Linked DNA regions of Mus musculus: region 2 is linked to region 1. Evidence: chromatin contacts called from public promoter capture Hi-C data. All regions are on one chromosome and are shown on one strand. Each heading gives the region's core, a stretch centred on a gene start, on an enhancer-like site or on the middle of the called end of the contact. The rest is flanking DNA. Distances are from core to core; before and after follow the strand shown.

The links. Promoter capture Hi-C pulls out the DNA fragments that hold promoters and counts their contacts.
Region 2: a contact with region 1 is called in a promoter capture Hi-C map of cranial neural crest. The contact joins two enhancer-like sites. A contact is called at or near these places in 4 of 39 promoter capture datasets (the C10 cell line, cranial neural crest, frontonasal cranial neural crest and 1 more).

The regions. Positions count from the first base shown.
Region 1 is chr7:16,315,344-16,322,319 of GRCm38.p6, reverse strand. Bbc3 (BCL2 binding component 3) reads right to left here. Exons shown (of 4, transcript NM_133234.2): 4 at 3,986-5,202. The coding sequence ends at 5,086. It also overlaps a transcript of Sae1 not described here. Among named protein-coding and RNA genes, the nearest start is that of Bbc3, 9.2 kb to the right of the region's middle. Within about 2 kb of position 2,894, at least 3 of the 459 cell types and tissues checked have an H3K27ac peak or open chromatin away from gene starts, as enhancers often do.
Region 2 is chr7:19,254,882-19,261,857 of GRCm38.p6, reverse strand. It overlaps Gm38499 (predicted gene, 38499), which reads right to left. Exons shown (of 2, transcript NM_001370864.1): 2 at 5,312-6,502. The coding sequence starts at 6,485. The coding sequence ends at 6,018. It overlaps Vasp (vasodilator-stimulated phosphoprotein), which reads left to right. Exons shown (of 13, transcript NM_009499.3): 5 at 645-682; 6 at 793-1,034; 7 at 1,177-1,277; 8 at 2,391-2,442; 9 at 2,593-2,626; 10 at 2,839-2,884; 11 at 2,965-3,055; 12 at 3,939-3,996; 13 at 4,104-4,929. The coding sequence ends at 4,141. Among named protein-coding and RNA genes, the nearest start is that of Gm38499, 8.9 kb to the right of the region's middle. Within about 2 kb of position 4,352, at least 72 of the 459 cell types and tissues checked have an H3K27ac peak or open chromatin away from gene starts, as enhancers often do.

The DNA of each region.
Region 1 (6,976 bases), core at 1,645-4,144:
TGAGTTCCGGGGCTATATCAAGAAACCCTAGCCGGGCGTGGTGACGCACGCCTTTAATCCCAGCACTCGGGGAGGCAGAGGCAGGTGAATTTCTGAGTTCGAGGCCAGCCTGGTCTACAGCGTGAGTTTCAGAACAGCCAGGGCTACACAGAGAAACCGAGAAACCCTGTTTTGGAAAACAAACAAACCGAAAATGGAAGACTAAGTTAGTGTGGATATAGTAAGTCGGAAGCCAGTCTGGGCTCCAGAGGGAAATCATGTTCCAAGTTGGTATGCATGTATACATATATGTATGTGTGTGTATGTATGTGTGCACATATGCCCCTATGTGTGTAGTGAGCATGCGCACACACATGCATGCACATGTATTGGTTTGAATGGATTCTCCACAGGTTTCTGTCTGTGGACGTTTGCTCCTTGGTGGCACTGTCTTTGGCACTGTAAAAGTGTGGCTGGTGGATGCGCTGTGTTTCTGGGCAGGGTGCTCTGAGGGGTCCCTATTCCCTGCTTCTAGCCTGATCTTTCTGCTCTTGTGCTGCTAGAGCTGTGAGCAGCCAGACAAGCAATCAAATGTCCAGGGCTGCCTCCTCCAGTCAACAGGATGGGCTTGACCCTTAATGGCGAGTTGAGAGGCTGGCGTGTGGCTGGCATGCACAAAGCCCTGGGATCCATTGCCAATGCTGAGGAGGGGAAGCAGGAAGATTGGGGATTGGGTGTTCAAGGCCATCTTGGGCTAATCGAAACTTGTCTCAAAAGCAAAAAAGAGAGGGCAAGCGTCTGTAAAACTACTTAAAATGCTGAAGGGAGAGTTGGGGTATAGCTTAGTGACTTAGCACTTGCCTGCCATGGGTTTTATGGTTGCCCCATAAAACATGAATAAGACCAGGAAGTTGGCTCTGTGTGGGTAAAACTCAAGCCTGAGTTTGAATCCCTGGATCCCATGTGAAAGGCTGGGTGTGGCTGCCTGTGCCTGTAACCAAGATTGATGATGAGGGCAGATCGCCAGAGCTCCATGAGAAAATCCTGTCTCAAAGCAGGCATACCTGCACAGTCACCAAGGCACCAAGCAAAATGTAAATGAGCCAGTGGAAGGCAGGGGAAAAGACTTTACCCTCGCTATCTTACAGCTCAGGCTAAAACTCTTCCTTCCTTCCTTCCTTCCTTCCTTCCTTCCTTCCTTCCTTCCTTTCTTTTCTTTCTTTCTTTCTCTCTCTCTCTGCCTCTCTCTCTTTCTTTCTTTCTCTCTCTCTCTCTCTTTTTTTTTTGAGACAGGGTTTCTCTGTGTAGCCCTGGCTGTCCTGGAACTCACTTTGTAGACCAGGCTGGCCTCGAACTCAGAAATCTGCCTGCCTCTGCCTCCCGAGTGCTGGGATTAAAGGCGTGTGCCACCATGCCCGGCAAAATTCATTTTTTGTATCTCCATGTTTTGTCCACTGTAGGTTTGTCTGGGCACCATGTGTGTCTAGTGCACAGAAAAGCCAGAAGAAGACATCAGTTCCCCTGGAGCGGATGTTATCAGCTGCCCTGCAAGTGCTGGGAACTCAACCTAAGCCTTCTCCAAAAACCAGGAGTACTGTGAAGCACCTGGCCGTCTCTCCAGTCACCAACAACAACGCTGCTTGTTAGCAAATATTTTGGTAGCAGCAACAAGAAATTGCCTAATATAAGGTCTCACCCATCCCTGGACTGCCCTTGGACTCCTGATCCTCCTGCCGCCGCCACCCCCCACCCCCCCGCCATTCCCCAAGTACTGGAATTTCAGACAGGTGTTAGCAATCTGGCCCATACAATACTTATGAAAATTAATCAGTTAAATCTTATTAAAGATATTAAAAATATTAAAGGAATCAATAGTTTTAGAGACACAGTGCTTCTGTGGATGGAGGTCAGAGGACAACTTGTAGAGAATAGTTCTCTCCTTCTATAATATGAGTCTGGGGGCTGAAGTTAGGTTCTCATGCCTGGTGGCAATTAATTAGTCTTGGCACTTCCCCCCACCCACAAAGTTTCTCTCTGTAGCCATACTCGGAGATCTGCCTGCCTCTGCCTCCTGAGTGCTGGGATTAAAGGTGTGTGCTACCACATCACACCCCAGACTTGGCACTTTTTTTTTGTTTTGTTTTGTTTTGTTTTGTTTTTGTTTTTGTTTTTGTTTTTTTGAGACAGGGTTTCCCTTATAGCCCTGGCTGTCCTGGAACTCACTTTGTAGACCAGGCTGGCCTCAAACTCAGAAATCTGCCTGCCTTTGCCTCCCAAGTGCTGGGATCAAAGGTGTACGCCACCACTGCCCGTCGACTTGGCACTTTTGAGAACTGCTGTGTGCACAGTACACTTGGACTCTTGAACACATATATGTTCTTCTCGTGGAGATGCTCAGGAGGGCAGTGGATATGGCTTCATCAGATTCCTCTCCTCTATGCCCACAGCCCTCTAGAAGATCCACTTCCCCTAAATTGCTTTTTACTGTCACTGGCCACCAGGAAGGGATATACTACATATCTGCCTCTCCCTGAAGTCATTACAAAGCTGGCACTTGAGTGGGTTCAAGGACTGCCAATTCTCAGTCAGTTAGTAGGAAAAACTCTCCTTTCTCAAAATAATGCAAAGTGGGTTCTGAGGCTGTGCTCAGCATCGAGAGCTGGCCATGTGCCTGGCCTTAGGACAATGGTGCAAGGAATGTCTAGTTCTGATCTTAGCTCCAGGTCCCTTTCCAGCCAGAGAGCAACCTGAGGCTGGTCACAGGGCCAGGCTAGACCCCATGTCATTCAGGACAGAGCTCACAATCTGTAACTCAAGCTCTTGAAACAGTGGCTTCTAAACTATAAGCTATTCGTTCGTTCGTACAGTAAATCTTAAGCTTAGTTACACTCTTCATACCTGATGAAATAAGTACACATGAAGTATTAGTCCCTGTGTGTGCTTGCTCTCAAGACTACAGCAGTGGCTGCCAGCTCTGTGTAGCTACAACTTCTGTGCCTCTTTCATCCCGCCTTCCTTTTTTCTCTTGGTATAAGTAACTGAACCCAGGACTTTGTGCTCAGTTGAGCCACACCTCCATATCCTACTAGGCAGGGGCTCTACCACTGAGCAATGCTCCCAGTCTTTCTACTGTTTTTTTGTTTGTTTGTTTGTTTGTTTGAGACAGGGTTTCTCTGTGTAGCCCTGGCTGTCCTGGAACTCACTCTGTAGACCAGGCTGGCCTCAAACTCATAGATCCACCTGCCTCTGCCTCCCAAGTGCTGGGATTAAAGGTGTGTGTTACCACGCCCGGCTTTATTTTTAAATTAATTGTATATGAAGTTTGTATCTATATGAAAGCCTGCAGGCCAGAAGAGGGCATTGGATAACATTATACATAGTTGTGAGCCACCATGTGGTAGCTGGGAATTGAACTCAGGACCTCTGGAAGAACGGCTGGTGCTCTTCACAGTTGAGCCACCTCCCTGGCACATTTACCTATTTTATGTGCATATGTGTTTTTGGGGTTTTGGGTTTCCTTGTCCGCATGGAATGGGCCCTGTGCACATGCCTGGTACCCGCAGGCCAGGAGGTATCAGATCTGGAACTTGAGTTACAGAGTGTGAGCTGCAGCATGGGTGCTGGGACCTAAATGCAGATCCTCTTGAAGAACAGCCCATACTTCTACCTGCTGAGCCAGCGCTCCGCCTGTCCCCTCCACCTGTCCCCTCCCCATTGCTGAGACTGGGTCTCAGTTGCTCAGGCCTTCCAACTAGCTACGACAGGCCTGTGCCACCAGACCAGCCTCTAGCTTACCTTTTAGTATGACTGCCCCTTAAGAGTCCAAAAGTTCCAGTTTCTTTCTTTCTTTCTCTTTTTTACATTTATTTATTGTTATATGTAAGTACACTGTAGCTGCCTTCAGACACTCCAGAAGAGGGTGTCTGATCTCATTATGATGGTTGTGAGCCACCATGTGGTTGCTGGGATTTGAACTCAGGACCTCTGGAAGAGCAGTCAGTGCTCTTAACCACTGAGCCATTTCTCACACACACACACACACACACACACACACATACACACACACACCGTTTCTTTCATGTCCTTACAGGTAGTGCCAGATGCTCTGTCACTGGTAAAGCTAACAAAAAGAGTGTTCACTGTTCAATCTGATTTTATTGAAAAGGAAACATACAAAAATCATGTACAAAAAAAATTAACCAAACATGTACAGAAAATTCATTCCAGTATATCTACAGCAGTGCATGTACAGTATCTTACAGGCTGGGCCGTCCCTCCCCGCTCCCAGACTCCTCCCTCTTCTGAGACTTCCCCCCTCCCTGACTCCCCATCTTCCTCCCCAGCGCTTTGCCCTGGGGACTAAGGCTGGGGTGGCTTCCGCCAATATCTCCCACCCCCCAAATGAATGCCAGTGGTCACACGTGCTCTCTCTAAACCTATGCAATGAGATGGATGGGGATTGGGGGGGGGGGGGTGGTCCCGGGCAGAGCACAGGATTCACAGTCTGGACCCCTCCTGGACACCCCCAGATGAAGGTGAGGCAGGCATCGTTCACCGCCCGCCGGCGGCTCAGGGAAGATGGCTGGGCACTGGGTTAAGAAGGCCTTCACACGCCCCCCATTCTCTGGCTCCAGGAGGCTAGTGGTCAGGTTTGGCTCATATGCTCTTCACAGACCCCCTCCTCAGGAGGAGGGGGGGAAGCACCAGGGGCCTGAGGCCAGGCCCAAAGTGAAGGCGCACTGGGGACACCCCCAGCGTCCCCCCTGCAGCTGGAACGGGCAGCCAGCACCAGCAGCCTTTCCTGAGATGGTGGTGGGCGGCAGAGGCGGGCGGCTCGGTCCCCACCCCCTCAGTCACCATGAGTCCTTCAGCCCTCCCTTCCCTGGCTTTCGGGAGGCCAGGGTCCCCCCAAGTCCGTATCTCCATCAGTGCACCCAGGCTGCCCGGGCTCGAGTGGCATCCCTTGCCTGCCCCTGGGACGGGCAAGGCTGGCAGTCCAGTATGCTACATGGTGCAGAAAAAGTCCCCCGCGCTGGCCAGGGTGTCAGAAGGCGGAGGGGGTCCTGCCCCCCAAGTCTCCGACGTCCCCCGGGCGGGTGTAGGCACCTAGTTGGGCTCCATTTCTGGGGCTCCAGGATCCCTGGGTAAGGGGAGGAGTCCCATGAAGAGATTGTACATGACCCTCCAGGGTGAGGGTCGGTGTCGATGCTGCTCTTCTTGTCTCTGGGGAGAGGAGGAAGTAGGAATTAGCTTGGACCCGCAGACAGTGGGTTAGTGAGCAAAAGGTGTGGGTTCGAGATCGGTCCCAAAACTGAGCGCAACCCTCTTACCAGCCATTTTTCAGCCCCTCACTCACCAGGGCACACTCTCCCAACCTAGGTGGGAAGGGGCTGGGGCAGAATTCCCATAGCATAGAGCCTAGCACACACACCCTACGAATCACAAGGGCTCTAAGGGGTGGGCTGAAACGCAGCCCACTCAAGGTGAGAGACAGGCGTGGTGGCTCGAACTCATCTTAGTGTGCCTCACTAAATTTGTGCTAGAGCACAGGCTCCTAACTGGAAAAATCAAACCAACCAAACAAAAGGCTGTTGGGACATGGGAGAGAGTAAGGAGCAGCCCGACAGCCTAAGCAGTTCTCAAACCACCCCGGAAGAGTGTTGAGAACAGCAGGCCATGCCAGCAAGGCTGAGAGAAGGTATCTCTTGGCAATGCTGGCTTCAGGGAAACTCTTGTTCGATCCCTGGTGGTAGAGAAAAAGTGTGATGTAGCATCTAGATTTCTTCTGTGATGGCACAGGCCTGTAATCCCAGCGACTCAGGAGGCTGAGGCAGGAAGACAAAAGTTCAAAGCCTGTCTGAGCTATAAAGTGAGTTCAAAGCCAGTGTGAACAGCTTATTAAGAGCCAGCCTAAAAAAGAAAAAGAAAAAGAAAGAAAAGGAAAGAAAGAAAAAAAAAGGAAAAGAGAAAAAGAAAGAGAGAAAGAGAGAGAGAGAGAAAGAAAGAATGCTGGGTGTGGTAGCTCACATCTTTAATCTTAGAACTTGTGAGGCAGAGGCAGGCAGATCTCTGAGAATTCAAGGCTAGCATGGTGGTCTACATAGTGTGTTCTAGGACAGCCAGTGTTGGAAGGAAAGAAGGAAGGAAGGTAGGAAGGAAGGAAGGAAGGAAGGAAAGGGAGGGTGGGAGGGAGAGTGAGAGAAAGAAAGAAAGAAAGAAAGAAAGAAAGAAAAGAAAAGAAAAGAAAAGAAAAGAAAAGAAAAGAGAAAGAAAGGAAGGGAGAAAGGAAGGAAGGAAGAACGGAAGAGAGAGAGAGAGAGAGAGAGAGAGAGAGAGAGAGAGAGAGAGAGCAAGCTTTTATTTGGTCCTTCCACTGGTTATGGCCAAGCAGATCCACCGGGCTCATGTTCTTGGTTGTGAAGAATGTAATCCATTTGGAAGATGTCAGGCTAATGACCCTATTAGAGTACATGCCCAGAACTAGCCCAGGCCTCCTGTGCCCTCCTCCTCCTTGCAACTGGGCGAGGTGGTGGATGCCACCTTGTGAGTTCACTATCATTATACTTAGCCTATTAGGGGGAGCACGGAGCCCTGGGTGTTCACTCTGAAGACAACAGCACATGGGCCAAGCCAGAGATGGCCATCTCTTAGAAAAGAGGAGAAAACACTAATGCTAGACAATGTTTGCTGCTAAGCCACACCTTTTGCCACTCACTGGTGGATTCCAGGCATGTGTTTAAAAAAAAAAAAAAAAGCTCAGCTGAGTGGAACCTTTAAGCCCAGCACTTGAGTGGGGGAAGGGCAGGAGGAGAGAACCTCTGAGTTCCCGGCCAGTTTGCCTAGTCTACAGAGTGAGTTGCAGGACAGCCAGGACTACACAGAGAAACCCTGTCTCGAAAAAACAAAAGAAAAAAAAAGAAAAAAATCTTCCTGTTTTTGAGACCTCACCTCATGTCGCACAGGATGTCCTGGAACTGAAACTGTATTTGAGGGTGAC
Region 2 (6,976 bases), core at 3,103-5,602, 2.9 Mb before region 1:
CTGTTTACCAAGCCCCCAGAGACAAGAAACTGCAAAAATGGGTGTAGTGGCATACAACCTGTCATCTCAGCCTGAGGCAGGAGGGTTGCCAAGAGTTTGAGGCCAGCCTATGTAGTGAATTCCAGGCTGGCCTTAGAAATTAGTCAGGGGTGCTGTTGTACAAATCAGCACGGTGGTGCGCACCTTTCCAAGCATTCAGAAAGCAGAGGCAGGTGGATCTGCAAGTTAGAACTTCATCTGGTCTACAAAGTTCTAGGCTAACCTATGCTACACAGTGAGACCTTGTCTAAAAAGAGAAAGAAAATCTAACCCCTCCCCAAAAAGAATCTGATGAGGGAATGAACCATGCTGGTACCACCCCCTCTTCCCCCCCCCCCCCCCCCCCGTGCCCCTACTCCACACCAGGACTCCACCTTTCTGAGCCCATGGCCACTTTGGAATCATCTGCTTGCATAGTTGTAAAGAACGTACCCAGGCTCCATCCATGCCTCCTGCCCCTTGTTCTCATCCTTCTTTCCCTGGGCCCTCGGAAGGCAGACTTGGATGGAGGGGAGGCACCAGCCTCCTTGGTGACCTGAGAGATGAACCAGTTAGCTTGGTTTGGGGACTGAAGCAGCCTCCTTTCTCCCCCCTCCCCCGTACAGGCAGCCGGAGCATATGGAGCGCCGGGTCTCCAATGCAGGTGATGGCCGTGACTGGGTCACGGGGACCTCCCTGGAGGAGCTGGTTGGGCAGGGAGGACACAAAGCCAGGCTTCTCTCTCAGTAGGACCATTCTCTGTGTTTATTGCAGGAGGCCCACCTGCTCCCCCAGCTGGGGGCCCTCCTCCACCTCCAGGACCTCCCCCTCCTCCAGGTCCCCCCCCACCCCCAGGTCTGCCCTCCTCAGGGGTATCTGGGGCAGGTCATGGAGCAGGGGCAGCCCCACCCCCTGCACCCCCACTCCCTACAGCACAGGGCCCCAATAGTGGGGGTTCCGGGGCCCCAGGCCTGGCTGCTGCCATTGCTGGAGCCAAACTCAGGAAAGTGAGCAAGGTAAGGAAGTACCAGGGAGTGGCTGGGATGAAGCCCTGAGGGGACAATGGGAGGTGGTCAGAGTCCCCCAAAGGTGTCACAAGAGGGCTGGGAGGTCACCTGGCCTACCTGTGAAGCCTTCTCCCCCTTTTCATTCTTTCAGCAGGAGGAGGCCTCTGGGGGGCCCCTGGCCCCCAAAGCTGAGAACAGTCGAAGCACTGGTGGGGGGCTTATGGAAGAGATGAACGCCATGCTGGCCCGGAGGTGAGCCTGAGTCCCAGAATTCAGCTATATGCTGCATTTTCAGGGTTAGGCTGTTGTAGTGCTGACTGGGCCCCTCCCCTTCCTGTCCTCTCTCTTCCTTTCCCCGCCGCTCATGTCTAGCCCAGGCTGAACTCCCGATGCACCTGCCTCGGCCTCCTGGGCGCTGGAATGACACACCTGCACTCAGCTTCTTTGTGTCTATGAGTGGCGGTGCTGCCTGATGACAGCCATGTCCAGGACACGATGCTGGAGACTCAGCCCCTGAGGTGGCTCACAGACTGTAAAGTGCTTGAGCCATGAGAGATTCTTACACTCTGAAAGCTTAGATTCTTAGACACCCAGCTTGCTGACCTAGGAACTAACTCCTCGTCGCCCTTAGAATGCTTAAGATTTCCAGATGTGGAAATTATGGGGGACCCCTCCAGATTCTAGAGGAACAATCTCTGGACTGGATTTTTCCTTAAATTTTCAAGCTATTTCTTTTTATTTATCGTATATATGAGTGTGCCCATGACTCCCCGGAAGAGAGGTCTCTCCTTCCACCACGTGGGTTCTGTGACTAGGAGTCAAGTTGTCAGGGTTAACAGCCAGCACCCTTCCTTACTGAACCATCTCAGCAGCCCTGAACTGGATTGTTGCTGTTGCTGTTCTCAGCCCTGGCTAGGCTGGAACTTAGAATGATGACTCTTCCGCCTCTGCCTCTCACATACTGGGATTACAGCCTTGTGCCATGTAATACATTCTGTCCCATGTTGTTTTTTTTTTTTTTTTTGAGACAGTCACTCGCTGTGTAGACTAGGGCGGCTTTGAACTCACAGAGATCTGCCTGCCTCTCTTTTTAAAAGTCTTGCTACATTTATTTATTCACTGTGTATGTCTGTTTATGTGGGGGTTAGAGGATAAGCTGCAGGACTCAGTTCTCTCCATCAGCCTTCACAGAGGTCTTTGGGATTAAATCAGGTGGTTCTGCTGGTACAAGCATCTCTCTCTGCTGAGCTATCTTGCAGGCCCCTTCTTTAACTTTCCAACCTCTCCTGGAATTTAGCAGTGGGAAGGGGTCCTGTTGAGTGGCAGAGTGTGAACTGTAGCTTGTCCTTGCTTGCCCCTCTGCAGAAGAAAAGCCACACAGGTTGGGGAGAAGCCCCCCAAAGACGAGTCAGCCAGTGTAAGTAGGGGGCTTTTCCTGCCCTATATTCCTTATGGTGTACACTAGTACCCTAGGGCAGGGAGGAGGTGTTACAGGGCTGAGCTGGCTTTGGACCTGAATATTGGCATAGAAAGGGTAGTTTATGATACTTGTATTTACCGCCAACAGGAGGAGTCAGAGGCCCGACTCCCTGCCCAGAGTGGTGAGTGATAGCCCTGTTCTATCCATAGAAACTATAAATCCAAGGACACATTGTTCTTGTTTTAAAAGCACTACAGGGGAAAATCTGTGAAAACAGTACTGGGGATTGTAGTTTTCTAAAATTCTTTGGCCTGGTGAGTTGAGTGGTGGTATGGTACTGTGGGGGCAATGCTTGTCTCTGATCTTTATTTGTTGCCCCACCCACCCACCCAGAACCTGTGAGAAGACCCTGGGAGAAGAACAGCACAACCTTGCCAAGGTAGGCTATAAATATTGGGGAGGAACATAATACAACCCCTGGGATAGGACCCTCACTCCTGCCCTGTGCCATCTCTTCAGGATGAAGTCGTCCTCTTCTGTGACTACCTCCGAGGCCCACCCCTCGACGCCCTGCTCCAGTGATGACTCCGACTTGGAGAGGGTGAAGCAGGTAGCTTGGGGAAATAGCTAGAAAGATGCCAGGAGAGACAGACCTGGCTCCAGAATGGTTCTAGGAAAGGCTGAGAAACCTCTTCTAGCCTGAGGAAAGGAGTTGGTGGGTGGGGCCCAGGGGACAGACGCCCACACTTTCCCAGTAGCTATAGCAGACCGTACCAGTCTATCACTCATTCCTGCTGAGTCCCCAGAATCCTCAGTGGCTCGAGCTATCCATCTCTAGTCACAGTTGGCAGGAGACTATGTACATTTGGCAAGCTTGCTCCTGGATGTTCTCCAATACTGTTCTGCTGGCCCCAAAGATCTAGAACTCTCCTGTAGAACATTCCCATCATTTTGTGACCTTGGCAGCTGTGTTAAAGGATGAGGGAAGGGTTGTTGAACCAGCTTTCTCTGTCTTCAGTCAAGAAGGAAGGGAAGAGAACCTGGCTAATCAGAAGAGTGCCAAGAACTCCCCTCCTCCCCACCCAAGTGAGGGGCTGGGGGCGTGGCTCAGTGGTAAAGCCTAGAATCCTCCAGAGAGGGGCTGGGGCGTGGCTCAGCAGTAGTGTGCTTAAGTAGCATTTAAGATGCCCTACGATCCGTCCCTGTCCCTGAAATAAAGTGGACTGTTTGGTGACTAAGCAGGTAAAGGTGGCTGTGCCACTCTTAACCGAGTTCTAGCCACAAAAACAACATGGTAGAAGAAGTGAATTCTTTCAAGCTGTTCTCTGACCTCCACCCCAGCGACGTGTATGTATGTACCTCACTCTTGCTTGCACATCCCTTACGCTCACATGCACACACCTGCACAAGCACACAAGCAAGTGTTCATGTTTAAGAACCTTAGATAAGTTGGAGTAAGAGAGTCCGGGACCACTCTTGATTGGTTCTTTCAGGAGCTTCTGGAAGAGGTGCGGAAGGAGCTACAGAAAATGAAAGAGGAAATCATCGAAGGTGAGGCACCTCTGTTGTAACGCAGGCCCTTGTGTTCATGGGAAGTGCCTGCCTTGGAAGGGAAGACAGTGGAGACTGGCCTGACTTGTGCCTCTCATTCCTTCCAGTCTTTGTCCAGGAGCTGAGGAAGCGGGGTTCTCCTTGACTACAGGGACCCAGAAGACCCATTTCTTCTTTCTGTACTTCCTGCCTGGCACCTGCTTTCCCTGCCTCTACTTGACCAAGAGTTACACAAGAATGCGTTCTCCCCCGCCAGCTCCCACTTGGAAGATTCCACGTGGGGTGTGGCTTCCTGGTGCCATGGTCACACCCACGCTGGCTGCTGATTGGATAAGGAGGTCCCACCCCTTTGTTTTCTTTGGTCCTTTCCCTTCACCATCCCCTTGGGGCTGGTTCCTCTGCTGGGGATGGACCGAGTAACCCCGCAGTGAGGGAAGGAAGGAGGGGTCTCACCTTCTCTTGTTCTGGATTCACTTTAACGCTTTAATGCCTTGGAATTTTTTTTTAAGAAAAAGTATATATATATATTTGGGTTTGGGGGCGGGGAAGGGAAATTTTTTTCTCTTTGGTTTTGATAAAAATGGGGTGTGGGAGTTTTTAAATGCTAGACCCCAGGCTTGTCCCATCGGAGGCAGCTATATATAAGAGGGGAGGTATCCCACTAGGTGGGGGGTATTTCCCCCACCCCTGGGACACCCTTTTGCCTTGGCTCCTCCCTCTTTTCTATGAGGAATTAAGATTCTTTAACTTTTTTGGAACCTCAGTTTTGTGGTTTTTTTATTTGGGTTAGGATTTCAGGGTCCAGACCATTTTTGCCCTCCGGGAAGATGAAGTGAGGGGGAGAAGAGGAAAAATAGGTCCTCCGACTTCTACACCATAGCTTCTTGGACACGGGCCCTCGCTGAATAAATCTGCAGTTTTTATAAATGCAAAGGTCTCTGGAGTACTTTAAATGCTATGCCCCATCAAAGGCAGCTATATGAGAGGGGAGGTATCCTACCAGGAAAGGAGGGTTGCTGACAGCTGTGGGCGCCCTTGCAAGAATTCTGCTTCTCACTTCCGGTTCTACATACATTCCTGGTTCAGTCACGCCCCTTCTCTCTGTGGTCCTCACCAGCCTGCTTCCTCCATCCTGCAGTGTCTGCAGACTGTGTGGTTAAGTCTTACAGCTTAACGCTGGGTTGACTTCTTTACCTGGGAAGGGTCTCAGAAGATGACTGCCCCCCCCCCATTAGGAGTCCCCCTCCCGTAGTTCTTTCCTAACTGAAATGGATGACACGCCTGCCCACTCAACAAATAATGGTTTGAGACACTCTTTAACCTGGGGCTCCTTTAATTATAAAACATTTTAAATTCATAAACCACTCCTTCGTGGCCCAGTGGGTTAGCAAAGAGTGGGTAAGGGAGTTATTTGGTTTTCTGGAATGTCCCATTTGGACAGAAGGTGAGGCTGCTGTTCGCCATATTTTAAGTGGCTTTTTACCCGGAAGATCAAAGGCAGTAAGGGAGGGTGATCCTGAGAATACCGTGAAACAAACAGGTGGGTGGTGGCACTGGCCCACATGGTAAGGGTGCAGGTGGGTCCTTTACAAAAGGCCAGTTATGGGGGTGCGGTGGGGTAGGCAGAGTGACTGAGCAGGGCAGGGCAGACCCCATCCTCTTTCCCTAAAAAGTGAGGTAGATGGAGGGAGATGGGGCTCCAGAACCTAAGGCAGGGAGTATGATGGGCCAGTAAGGTTGTTAGACGGCTCCCCAACACACTGCCCTCCTTTCCAAGTACAGCATTCAAGCAATGGTGGTTTTGGTTAGGGGAGCTGGAAGGGTTCCTGTCATGTCCCACCAGTGGGTTAAAGAGACCCCGTGGGAAGGGGTACTCACACCTCTCTCAGCCTAGGACCCATCTGTCCCCAGAGACCAGGGCACGTTAGCTGGCACCATTTGGGGGTGGGCCCATGCAGAGAGGTCAGTCATGTGACAAGCCCAGACAACAGTCCACGTCCAAGGCCAGAGTCCTGCGGCCTCTACTCCTTGGGGGCCTCAGGACACTGGAGTTCAGGCTTAAGCTCTGGCTCATAGCAATCTTTACAGATCTGGGTTCTGAACTTCTGTAGCTCATCTTGAAGCTCTGCCCGCAACTCTGCTTGCAACTCTGTCCGCAGCTCCGCCCGCAGCTCTGCCCGCAGCTCTGCCCGCAGCTCATCCAGTGAGTTCCTGGGCAATGCTGCCTGCACCTGCACCTGCACCTCGTCCAGCATGTTCTCCAGGTATTCCACATCCTCCCGCAGCGACAGCACCGTGGCCACCTGCGCCACTTCCCTGCGGTGTTTCGATGACTTCTGGCGCCAGAACTCCAGCAGCAGACAGCTGCCCGCAGCAGCAAAGATGATGGCTTCACCCAGCAGGTTCGCACCCAGCTCAGCCGCTGCATCCTCATTCAGTGGCTTGATGGCCTCAGCATGGAAGCCCATGATGCGCATCTTGGTCCGCATCTCTAGCCAGTGGTACACTACAGGGAAGAAGAGAGGAGTCGGAGTTTGCTTTGGCCAGGGACGCTCCTCACCCCACTGCAAACACTCCCCTACCCCACCCCCATCCTCACCCCCATGTCTTGGGGATCACAGCCATAGTCATAATTGCCTGGCTACAGGACAGTCACCCAGTCCGCAACCTTAGGATAATGACTTCTCCAGCCTGCGGGAACCTGAAGACATGGTTTTAAAATGGTCTGAGGCTGGGATGTGGCTCCCTTGGTAGAGTGCCAGCCTAGCATGCGAGGTCCCCTAGGTACAAGTTTGATGGTACAGGCTTATCTGAGGTAGACACTCAGCACTCAGGAACAAGTTCCAGGTGGTCTTTTGAAAATTGGCCTGGACAGAACGAGGGCCCTCCTGTGGGCAGGTCATGGTGATTGTGGCAGCCATGATTTCAGTACCGGAGAGTGAAACAAAAGGTCATTCTAGGCTAGCAATGGACCCTGATC